Regions from separate parts of the Rattus norvegicus genome. Here region 2 is linked to region 1. Evidence: chromatin contacts called from public Hi-C data. All regions are on one chromosome and are shown on one strand. The core of a region is the stretch at or near the end of the contact, and the rest is flanking DNA. Distances in the headings are between cores, read along the strand shown.

Region 1 (4,672 bases), core at 1,379-3,878:
CCTTGATTTCCTCCCGCAAGATCCTGTGGTCCAGATTCTTGAGGAAGAGGGAGGAGGGTGTGACGAGATCGTCCCGCCCCGCCGCCGTACCTCTTCCAAACAATCACGGTTTTGTTTCATGGAAATGATTCTGTTTCCCTGGAGTCTTTTAAAAGACGCTTTTAATTTTCTTTTTTATTTCTTCCATTTAAAACACCTTTCCATTTATTTATTTATTTATTCATTTTTGCCCCAGAGGAACAGGAAAAGAAAGAAAGAAGCTAATAAAGCAACCACCAAATGAGAAGCACCTGGCTTGAAGCCTGTGGATTCTAATCGTAGCTCCGGCACTAACAAGCTAGGGGCTTTTATTTAAGAAGTGGAGGAGAACCAAGTGGCTATGGAGGGAGCTGAGTGGCTAGCCTCACCTCTTCCCTCTGTCCCTACACCTCGGTGGTAACCTCATTCCTTTCTCTTTGTTCCCTCCCTCTCCCCACCCCCATCCAGCCTGTTTGTTCCCGGTCCCGATTCTGGCTAGAGCTGCGGGTCTGCACTTTCGCTGCCCCAGGAACCCTCCAGCTTCGGGCCAGAGCGCTGCCAGTCTTCTCTCTCTCCTGGCTGCTTTTAAATTCATTATGCCTTTTATTGCTTGCTATTGCCTGCGCTATTCCCATTGCCCTGGAGACTAGAGTGGTTCAAGCGGGAGAGGCGCACGATGCGGATTTCATTAACTCCACTCTTTACTGCCCATTCACTCTCAGGGGCCTGGCCTGGAGGGGTAGGGAGGGAGAACTGGGCACCTCTTTGTTGTCCCGGTCCCTCAGTGCGGACCTGCTTCCCTGGTCTTTCAAAGCTTCCACCTGTCTCGGCCCTGGTAGAGAGGAATGCTGTGACCCATTTCACAGGTTGGGAGATAGGTTTGGGACTACAAAAAGGAAGTGGTTGGAGGTGCAGAACGAAAGCGCAGGTTAGAATTGAGCTGCCAGCCCCTTCCCTGGCTGGTAAGGCCGACTCTCCGAGAATCTTCTCTGTACCGGGATCCCAACGCTGTCCCTTCTCTGCCTGTCTGGCCTCCATCAAATCTGCGGACTGCAGCAAAGGCGGCTCTTCCTTGCAAATGAGGCAGTTTTATGGGCTTTAGAAAAACACTCCAATTGTTCCCTCAATTACCCTGGAGCAGATTGAATATATTAATCTCTCTCTTAACTCGAGTTAGAGACTCAGCTGCCACCCCTCCCCCCAGCCACCAGCCCCTTTCTGCAGGCACGTGCCAGGGATTGACTCCCAGCCCCCACCTTTCTGGGCCTGGAGCCCCAAGCTGGTCAGTTTAGTCCCTGGCAAATGCCCCTCCCCCACCCCCTCTCTCCCTACACACAAATACACACACACACACACACACACACACACACACACACACACGGGAGGGCGGGGAGAGAAAGAGAGAGCCCTGTTTTACATTTCCCTATCAATTTTCATTGATTTTTTTTCTCCTTTGCCATTATTTGAAAGAGCTTTTTTTTCCTGAGTAAACGTGATCATGGGGACATGCACCCTCCCACCCCTCTTACCACATAGGGACTGGGCGGGGTCTCAGGCTCTCCCCTCAAGCTCCAGTGACAAGTGCCTCCAGCTTAAACACACTCTGCCCCAGGCAGCTGAGCCCTGCTAAAAGCTACCTGAGGTTTCCCTTTGTACCTCGATTTTCTTTTATTTCTGAGGAACAAAGGCGCTGTCAAGGCGTTCTCAGAGAGTGCTGTCACCCGCACAGGGAGGGGTGTAGCCTGTCTCTATGGTGGTGAGGCTGAGACTGGCAGAGCAGTGGAGTAGCCAGTTCTGGCCCTGGGGAGGATAGGGCAGTGAGTATTTCCAACCCCTCCCCCAGCGCACGGCGCGCGCGCGCGCGCGCACACACACACACACACACACACACACACACACACCAAGGAGAGGAGCCAGGGACTGGCTGGCCCCATAATGGCCCGTTGACCACCTGTAATGAAGCACTTCCTATCCAATGAATCCTCAAGGGAGGATCCAGGGGTCCCACCCAGGGTGCCTCTCCTAGGTGAGCATCAGAAGCCGGGGTCCTGTACTTATGTCCCTGCACAAGCCTCTGCCTCTGTCTCCACACTGCCTGATCTTTGAGCTGTCTCTAAAAGCCCTTGGAATCCTGTCATAGAGGCCCCTTCTTTATCAGCTGGCTGGACAGAGCAGGCACATGGATCAGAAGGACTCGATGCAGGTTAAGCTCTGGTTTAGCAGCACCTTGACCTTGTATAAGTTACAGGCCATTCTCAGCCTCTGCTTCCCCACCTGTGAAATGGGTGAGAACAACTCCTGTATCCACCATTACTGGGAAGATCTGAGTGAAAGAGAAGTGGTTGGTATACAGTCCAGCATGCCCTGCAGCAGGCGTTTAACAGAAGCTTGCTGTTCTAGCAACGAGTGCACAGGAGAATCTGTGTTGAGCAAGGTATAGTTCAGGCCTCTGTTTCTGCACCTAGAAAACAAGATTGCTCCTTCTTGCCTGGCTCCCAAAAGAGGAATGCTGTGGACTTGTGAGTCCCACTATCCCTGGGTCAGATACCACACTGCAGGGTAGAGAGGGCCAGTCTGGGTGCTAGTCTGGGAAGTGGCTCCATTAGCAGATTGTTGTAAGGGAACAGAGCAGATGGCCCTGCTGGCCCGCCTCCTCTCTGCCTCTCCCCTCTCCCACCGGCAAGAACTGGTGCTGACTCACACCTCCTGGGTGCCTGCAAGTGTGAGCCTGTGTGTGTGTGTGTGTGTGTGTGTGTGTGTATGAGAGAGACAGAGAGACAAAGAGAGTCTGCATATGAGTGTGTGTGTGTGAGAGAGAGAGAGACAGAGACAGAGAGACAGAGAGAGAGAGAGACAGACAGAGAGACAGAGAAAGACAGAGAGGGAGCCTACGTGTGTGTGTGTGTGTGTGTGTGTGTGTGTGTGTGTGTGTGTGAGAGAGAGAGAGAGAGAGAGAGAAAGAGAGAGAGAGAGCCTGCATACATATGAGTATGTGTGTGTGAGAGAGAGGATGCCCTGTGCATGAGTGTGTGAGAGAGAACAGAGAAAGACAGAGACAGAGAGACAGAGAGAGATAGAGAGAGACAGAAAATCCAGTTGAGGGTAATGGAGAGGAAGGGGGTGCCTGCTTCTGAAATCCTCAGCCGAACCCCAGCTCCAGGGAAATGTGAACCCATCTGTCATTCCCAGCAATTTCCTTCACAGGTGTTTAGGCTCACAGAAGCACACATGTACATAGTGATCATATGTGTGCAAAAACACACCATGTCCTCTCCCAAAGACAAGTCCATAAGAAACATGCACACATGGGAAGTACACATGCATACCCCCACATGTAGACCCATGCCTCCTGGTTTCGTCTCTACAGACGCCAGAGCACAATATCTACCAAATGAGTAGGGGACACGGCAAGTGTGATGTATGAGGTGAGATTAAAGCGCTGTGTGAAACTGATATTTAATTCAACTCTGACAGCAGACGGGGGCAGGCAGCAGGGGAAGCTGACAGCCTGGATGCTTGGTCTCCATGATGGTTGGCCTACGAGCTGTCAGCACAGCCACCCTCAGCCTAGACTGAGTCTGCAAAGTCTCAGGGTCAGCAGATGCCAAGGCCAGCACAAAGTAGTCCCTTTCCTGGGATAAGCCAAGCATTCATATGGGTGTCCTTCCCCTGTCTCACTCCCACAGCCTTCCCGGTGGTACTGTGGTCCAACCTCACTTGACATAAGGTGGCATCGTTCATTCATCCATCCACCCACCCGTGCCTTCATTCTATTCACTTTCCCGAGCAGCAGACTGAGTTTCTGTGTGTCCAGCCCTTGGAGAAATGTCCATATAGCCACAGGGATATATCTCGGAGGAGATAGAAGGCACGAACAGTGACTTTCCAAACCCACAATATCTATAAGTGAGCCCCAAGGCCTCAGATCACTGCAGAGCAGCAGCTCTGGGAGGATTTAGAAGACTGGAGCTTTGAACCTCAGTTCCTAGCTGCATCTGAACAGTTACGACTCAGCTGGAGTCCCCAACCTCCTTGGGCCTCGTAGTCCTCAGCCAAACAATGGGCACAGTGATGTCTAGTGAGGAAGCCATGGGGTTTGGGTGAAGAGAAGGGTGGGAACTTATATGGTGTAAAACCCTCCTCACAGACATCAGGATGATAGCTGAGCCATGCCTCAAGGATAGATGGGGCAGGAGAGGGTTCTAATGGAACTCTCAGAAAGAGCACAGTGCAGAGGCAGGATATGGAGCCAGGAAAGAAATTGGCTGGTAAGGAGAACTCAGGAAGTAAAGAATTGTAGAAATACCAAGGGGATGGAGAGGAGGTGGTGTCTCCACAGGCTTTGGGATTTCTGTCATGGAAGCTGCTCTGAGCCAGACTGACCAAGGCAGAGTCCATACTTCACTGGGCACCCACAAAGCCTCATTAGAGCACCGCATTGGTCTCAGGAGGAAGGCAGGGTAGCCTGACAGTATTCCATTTCTGTGGAGGAAACTAAATCCTAGAGAAGGCAAGGTCCTGCAGAGCCAGCACCAAAGCCAAGATGGAATCCTGCTCTCTACAGCATGTTCCGGACTCTCTGCTCCAGCAGTCAGCATCAGTGTAGGGTGAGGGATGACGAACTGCATTCCTGGCCAGGCAGACTCACAATTTG
Region 2 (4,672 bases), core at 621-3,120, 87 kb before region 1:
CACATGGAGTCCCCTGGCTTTGGCCTCCTTGGGGAAGAAAGCCAGAGTTCGGAGAGCTTACCCCAGACACGCTTGCACGTCCGCGCGGTCCAGGAGAGCTAAAAGCCCATTCTTCCTTCCAGTCCTTGGCCCTTCGCTCCTTCTAAGTTATCGCTCGGCAGGCTTGCGTCCCTCCAAACTCAAAAACGAACTGACTAGAAGTAAAAATCGAATGGATGGATGTCCACTGACCGAGAAACGCCCACGCCTTGCGTCTTTCTCTCCCTCACCAGGAAAGTCCCCAGGACTCTCCATCCTAGAGCACAGAGTCTTAGTCTCTCTGCTGCCACACCCTCTTCTGGTGCAAAGCACCCGCCTCAAGGTTGCTAGAACGTGAACATTAAGACAGGACATTCTTCTTGCTTTGCAGACAAAGAAGTCGGTATCAGGCCGGCTGTTCCAAACCTCTGAGGCCATGTCCCAGGTTAAAGCCTTGCGCTGGACGGTCTCAGACGTGCAGGATTCCAGGCAGGGAGGAGTCAGAGTTCTCATCCCCGCTCCCTTCTCAAAGACATCTTCCTTGGACCACTCAAGCACCCTCTTCTTGGTTCGGTCTGTGGGGTTTCCAGGCCTGAGCAGGTGTGAAGTTCTAGATTCCGAACTTGGCTGAGCTTGTGAGTGGGGGTGGGGGGTGTCCCAGGAGCCCGTAGCCAGGAGTAGGGAAGAGGGAGGGACCAAAGCGTGCACACACCAGTGTGTTCATATTTAATTTACAAAGGAGCCTCAGAAACCCTGCCGGGTGGTCCCTTTAGATGCAGCGTTCTTCCTGCATTTCTCTGCGCCCCCTTCCTGCTCATTAAAATGCTTAACACTCAAATCGGGGTATTGATCTCTGCAGAGGCCCCAAACACACTGCCATCCAACCAAGACAGAAGGCTGACTCTGATGATGGCTGGGAGACCACGAGAACCCCAGTATTACAGTGTATATGAAAAAGAAGGAGTGGGGACTCCACATGTCTCTGAAAACCTATGCCCCCTTACCAGTACTGGCTAACAGCTCTGCCTCCTGGGATGCCGTAGGCGGGGGAGTGAGATGATGCATTTTAGTCAAATGCCTAGACATCCCTTGAAATCCTCCTGCTTGTCGCTAAAAGAGAGAAATGTCCAGGGTTTGCCAAAGAGAACAGCTAGTCCCAAGTCTGCTGAGGCCAGCTGTTACATGAGGGCGTGAGATGGCAGGGCGGTGGTTGCTGCCTAGGCTTTAACTCTGTGTGTGTGTGTGTGTGTGTGTGTGTGTGTGTGTGTGTGTGTGTGTGTGTGTACACGAGCATGCAGGGGTTGAGGGCATGCTTGCTAGAGATGCTGAGAGGATACTGAGGGGTGGGAGTGCAGGAAATGCTCATGGGTATAAGTCCCTAGTCCACAGCACTTAAGAAGAGCAAACGGTTTTTTTGTAACTATCCTGTTCCCTGTCATCACCATCAGTGGTAACCTCGGTGCTCTATTAGCCTGCAGCAAGCAAGAGCAGAATGAGACATTTGGGTGAGTTCAACATAGTGTTTAAGGAGCTCAGAAGATACTCATCCCACTGTAAGCACCAGCGAGCTCACGGGCAGTGGAGTGCACGCACTGGTCTTGCCACAAAAGACCTGAGTGTGGAGTTCAAGCTAAAGAGGTTGAGCAGGGTCTGGATGGGCTGGGGAGGTGGGCATCTTCTCTCCTGCGCACCTCTCAGCGCACCCTGCAGGGTTGTGCCTTCTCGTCTGGCGAGTTAGTTTGGCGGTGATTGGGGGCGGAGGGGAGCCGGGATTTGTATCTGCCCAGATCCAGGCAAAAAATGACAGAGAGGGTGAGGCGCTCTGCTAACACTATCAATTATGCATCGTGTTGAACGAGGCTTCGGGGAGGGGGAGGCTAGCAGCCGGCTGGAAGGAAAGGGTCCGGGAGAGCCAGGCAGCGCAGTTCAGCAGGTCCCGCTGGAGGTCTTTCTGTGCGGCTGCTTGCTTTGGGGAGGAAAAAAGTGTTTAAAGGCAAAGACACGCCCCTCCAGTCCTATGCCTTTCTTTCTCCCAAATTCCTCAAAGATGGTTTGTCTCACGTGTTGCGGGGCGTAGAAAGGATCGTATTCAGTTAAAAGCAAAAGCTCGCGGGCGCTGGCGGGACGGGCGCGTGAGGGTGAGTGAGCGTGGATATTTGTGTGCGCGAAAGAGAACGGTGAGTGTTCGAGTGAAGGTGTGCTTGTGAAAATGTGTGTGAAGGTAGGGAGAACTTAGCGCGTTGACGCGATTATTACATGTTGACGGGTAGTTCTACTAACCTGTGAAGGTCATGTGGAGAGGGTGTGTGTGTGTGTGTGTGTGTGTGTGTGTGTGTGTGTGTGTGTGTGTGTGTGTGTTGGGGAGGGCTTTGGAGACATAACGAGGAATAGTGACCATGTTATCAAATGTGTAAATGTTGGGAGAAATAGAAAATGGGTTATAGGGGTACGGAGGGGGGCTGGGGAGGGCAGAGCCTAGGGCTATGGGCATATGGAGCCCCTTGAAACTGACAGAACTCAGCCTGGAGTGAGTAGAGGATCTCTATGGCTTTAACAAATGTAAACGCTGCACGAGGTGGGAGACTGTGCGCGTTCCCGCTGAGCCCGTGGGCGCGCGACGGCTCTCCAACCTGCAATCATCGAGAAGTAGGGCGAACAGATAAGAAAGGACAAAATTGAAGTAGGACTTCGGGCCAAGAGGAGTTCTTTCAATATACTACCCCTTTCTCCCCACTGCCACAGCAACAGATGCCAGAAGCGCCCTTGGACTGTCACCTGATTCTGGAGAACGGCTTGCAGTCTGAAGGCGGCACACTGCAGGTCAGAGAGCAGCAGGTAAACAGTGGAAGGACCCCACAACCACAGCCCACAAGGTCGGTCCAGCCTAGCCAGGGTTGGGTGGCTGTCTGGGAGGAACAGGGAAGGGAGGTACCTCCCTTAAAAGCAAAAGCAAGAAGGGAACCAGCTAATTTCAAAGGCAGGGTGTGGGAGAGGGTCTACAAAGACTGACAGGAGCCTCAAGTTGGGGCAGGGGGTCTATGTTAATGTATTTGTATGTCTAGAGATAGGGGGTGCACTCAGGTATAGAGACTTGGACTGTCTCCGAGTTTATTAGCTAGAGACTGTCCCCTAAAAACTGTGGGCAGAGGGATTCACCTGGGCTCTGTGGAATCCAAAGAGGAAGCTTTAGAGACTGTCTCCACAACATGCCTGCTCTAGGCATGGGGGTTGGGAGGCAGGTAAAATTTTCTTCTCAGCTGGAAGAATGGTTGAACAGTTGTGACTCTCCCCTGAGGGGAGCTGCAGCCCAGGGCAGAGAGGCTAGAAGGCATAAGTGGGTGGAGGCTTCCTAGATTCCCCACACCACACCTCACAAGTTCTCCATGTTGCCTATCGGCTAGGGCTTCAGTCTCTGAGGAGGGCAGTGTAGCATCTATGTCTCTGAGTGTGGAATGGTTCACATGAGGACTTGTGTCCCTGCGCCTGTCAGTTCTCACTGTACACAGGAAAGTGCTTTGCTTCCCGGTGGAGAACACTGTGGCAAAGCTGCATTGAGTTTCGAGAACAATGAGGGCTCCTGGGTATATTGTGTAGATGTCTGGGTGCCCTTGTTTTTGTGTCTGTATAACTCATTGTGAACCTCCTGGTAGAGTCTCAGTGCCTTGTAGTTGGAGGTATCAGGGAGATGCCTGAGTTTTTGTTTGCGCTGTTGTTGCTTGTAAGGAAGTGTGTGCGATTGCTGTGCGTGGGACAAAGGATTCCAAAGGAGACAGTTAGTCATGAACGAAATCTTCCTACCTCTCCATTTCATCAAGTAAAATGAAGATAGAGAAAGAAGGGTCCGTGTGGGGCCCATTGTAGACCAGAAGCATTGGGTGCTTTGGAGGGGGCAGCTCCAGCTGAGGGGATTGATGGGGGCTGGGGGAGGGGTGCTCCATGCCCTCTGGAGAAAGAAGACACTTTCTGAAAGCAAGCCTTCATTGAGTCTGCAGGCTTTCACTGGGCTCCATTCAGTACCCAAGGTTTCTGGAGCCCACATAGGTTTAGGAGGTAGAGTTTGTTAGGGGAGGGGAGAGAGGTGTGGTGTAAGTGACTGTCTCACCCTTCACCTTGACTTCCCTCTGCAGGAGCCATGATGGGGCCCTTTGGATCCCTTTGTTTGGCCTGGGCTTTGCTAGGAGTGGCCAGAGCGTGTCCCGAGCCTTGTGCCTGTGTTGACAAGTACGCCCACCAGTTTGCAGACTGTGCCTACAAGGAGCTGCGCGAGGTCCCAGAAGGACTGCCAGCCAACGTGACCACGCTTAGTCTGTCTGCCAACAAGATTACGGTATTAAGGCGGGGGGCCTTCGTCAACGTCACGCAGGTCACTTCGCTGTGGCTGGCTCACAGTGAGGTGCGCACCGTAGAGTCAGGGGCATTGGCAGTGCTGAGTCAGCTCAAGAACCTCGACCTAAGCCACAACCTCATATCCAACTTCCCTTGGAGCGACCTTCGTAACCTGAGCGCGCTGCAGCTGCTGAAAATGAACCACAACCGCCTGGGATCGCTGCCCCGGGATGCACTCGGCGCGCTCCCGGACCTGCGCTCTCTGCGCATCAACAACAACCGGCTGCGTACCCTGGAGCCCGGCACGTTCGACGCTCTAAGCGCGCTG

Evidence for each region. Hi-C and Micro-C count contacts between places; a contact is called where the count stands out from the background.
Region 2: a Hi-C map of prefrontal cortex shows a contact between it and region 1, with 2.4 times the contacts expected there. The contact joins the promoter of Islr2 here to the enhancer-like site in region 1. A contact is called at or near these places in 2 of 12 Hi-C or Micro-C datasets (the A7r5 cell line and prefrontal cortex).

The regions. Positions count from the first base shown.
Region 1 is chr8:67,421,082-67,425,753 of GRCr8, reverse strand. It overlaps a transcript of Ccdc33 not described here. Among named protein-coding and RNA genes, the nearest start is that of Ccdc33, 9.9 kb to the right of the region's middle. Within about 2 kb of position 2,628, at least 30 of the 93 cell types and tissues checked have an H3K27ac peak or open chromatin away from gene starts, as enhancers often do. A contact at or near this core is called in prefrontal cortex, where this site is marked.
Region 2 is chr8:67,507,179-67,511,850 of GRCr8, reverse strand. Islr2 (immunoglobulin superfamily containing leucine-rich repeat 2) reads left to right here and starts at 1,870. Exons shown (of 3, transcript NM_001399427.1): 1 at 1,870-2,156; 2 at 2,761-2,891; 3 at 4,146-4,672. The coding sequence starts at 4,151.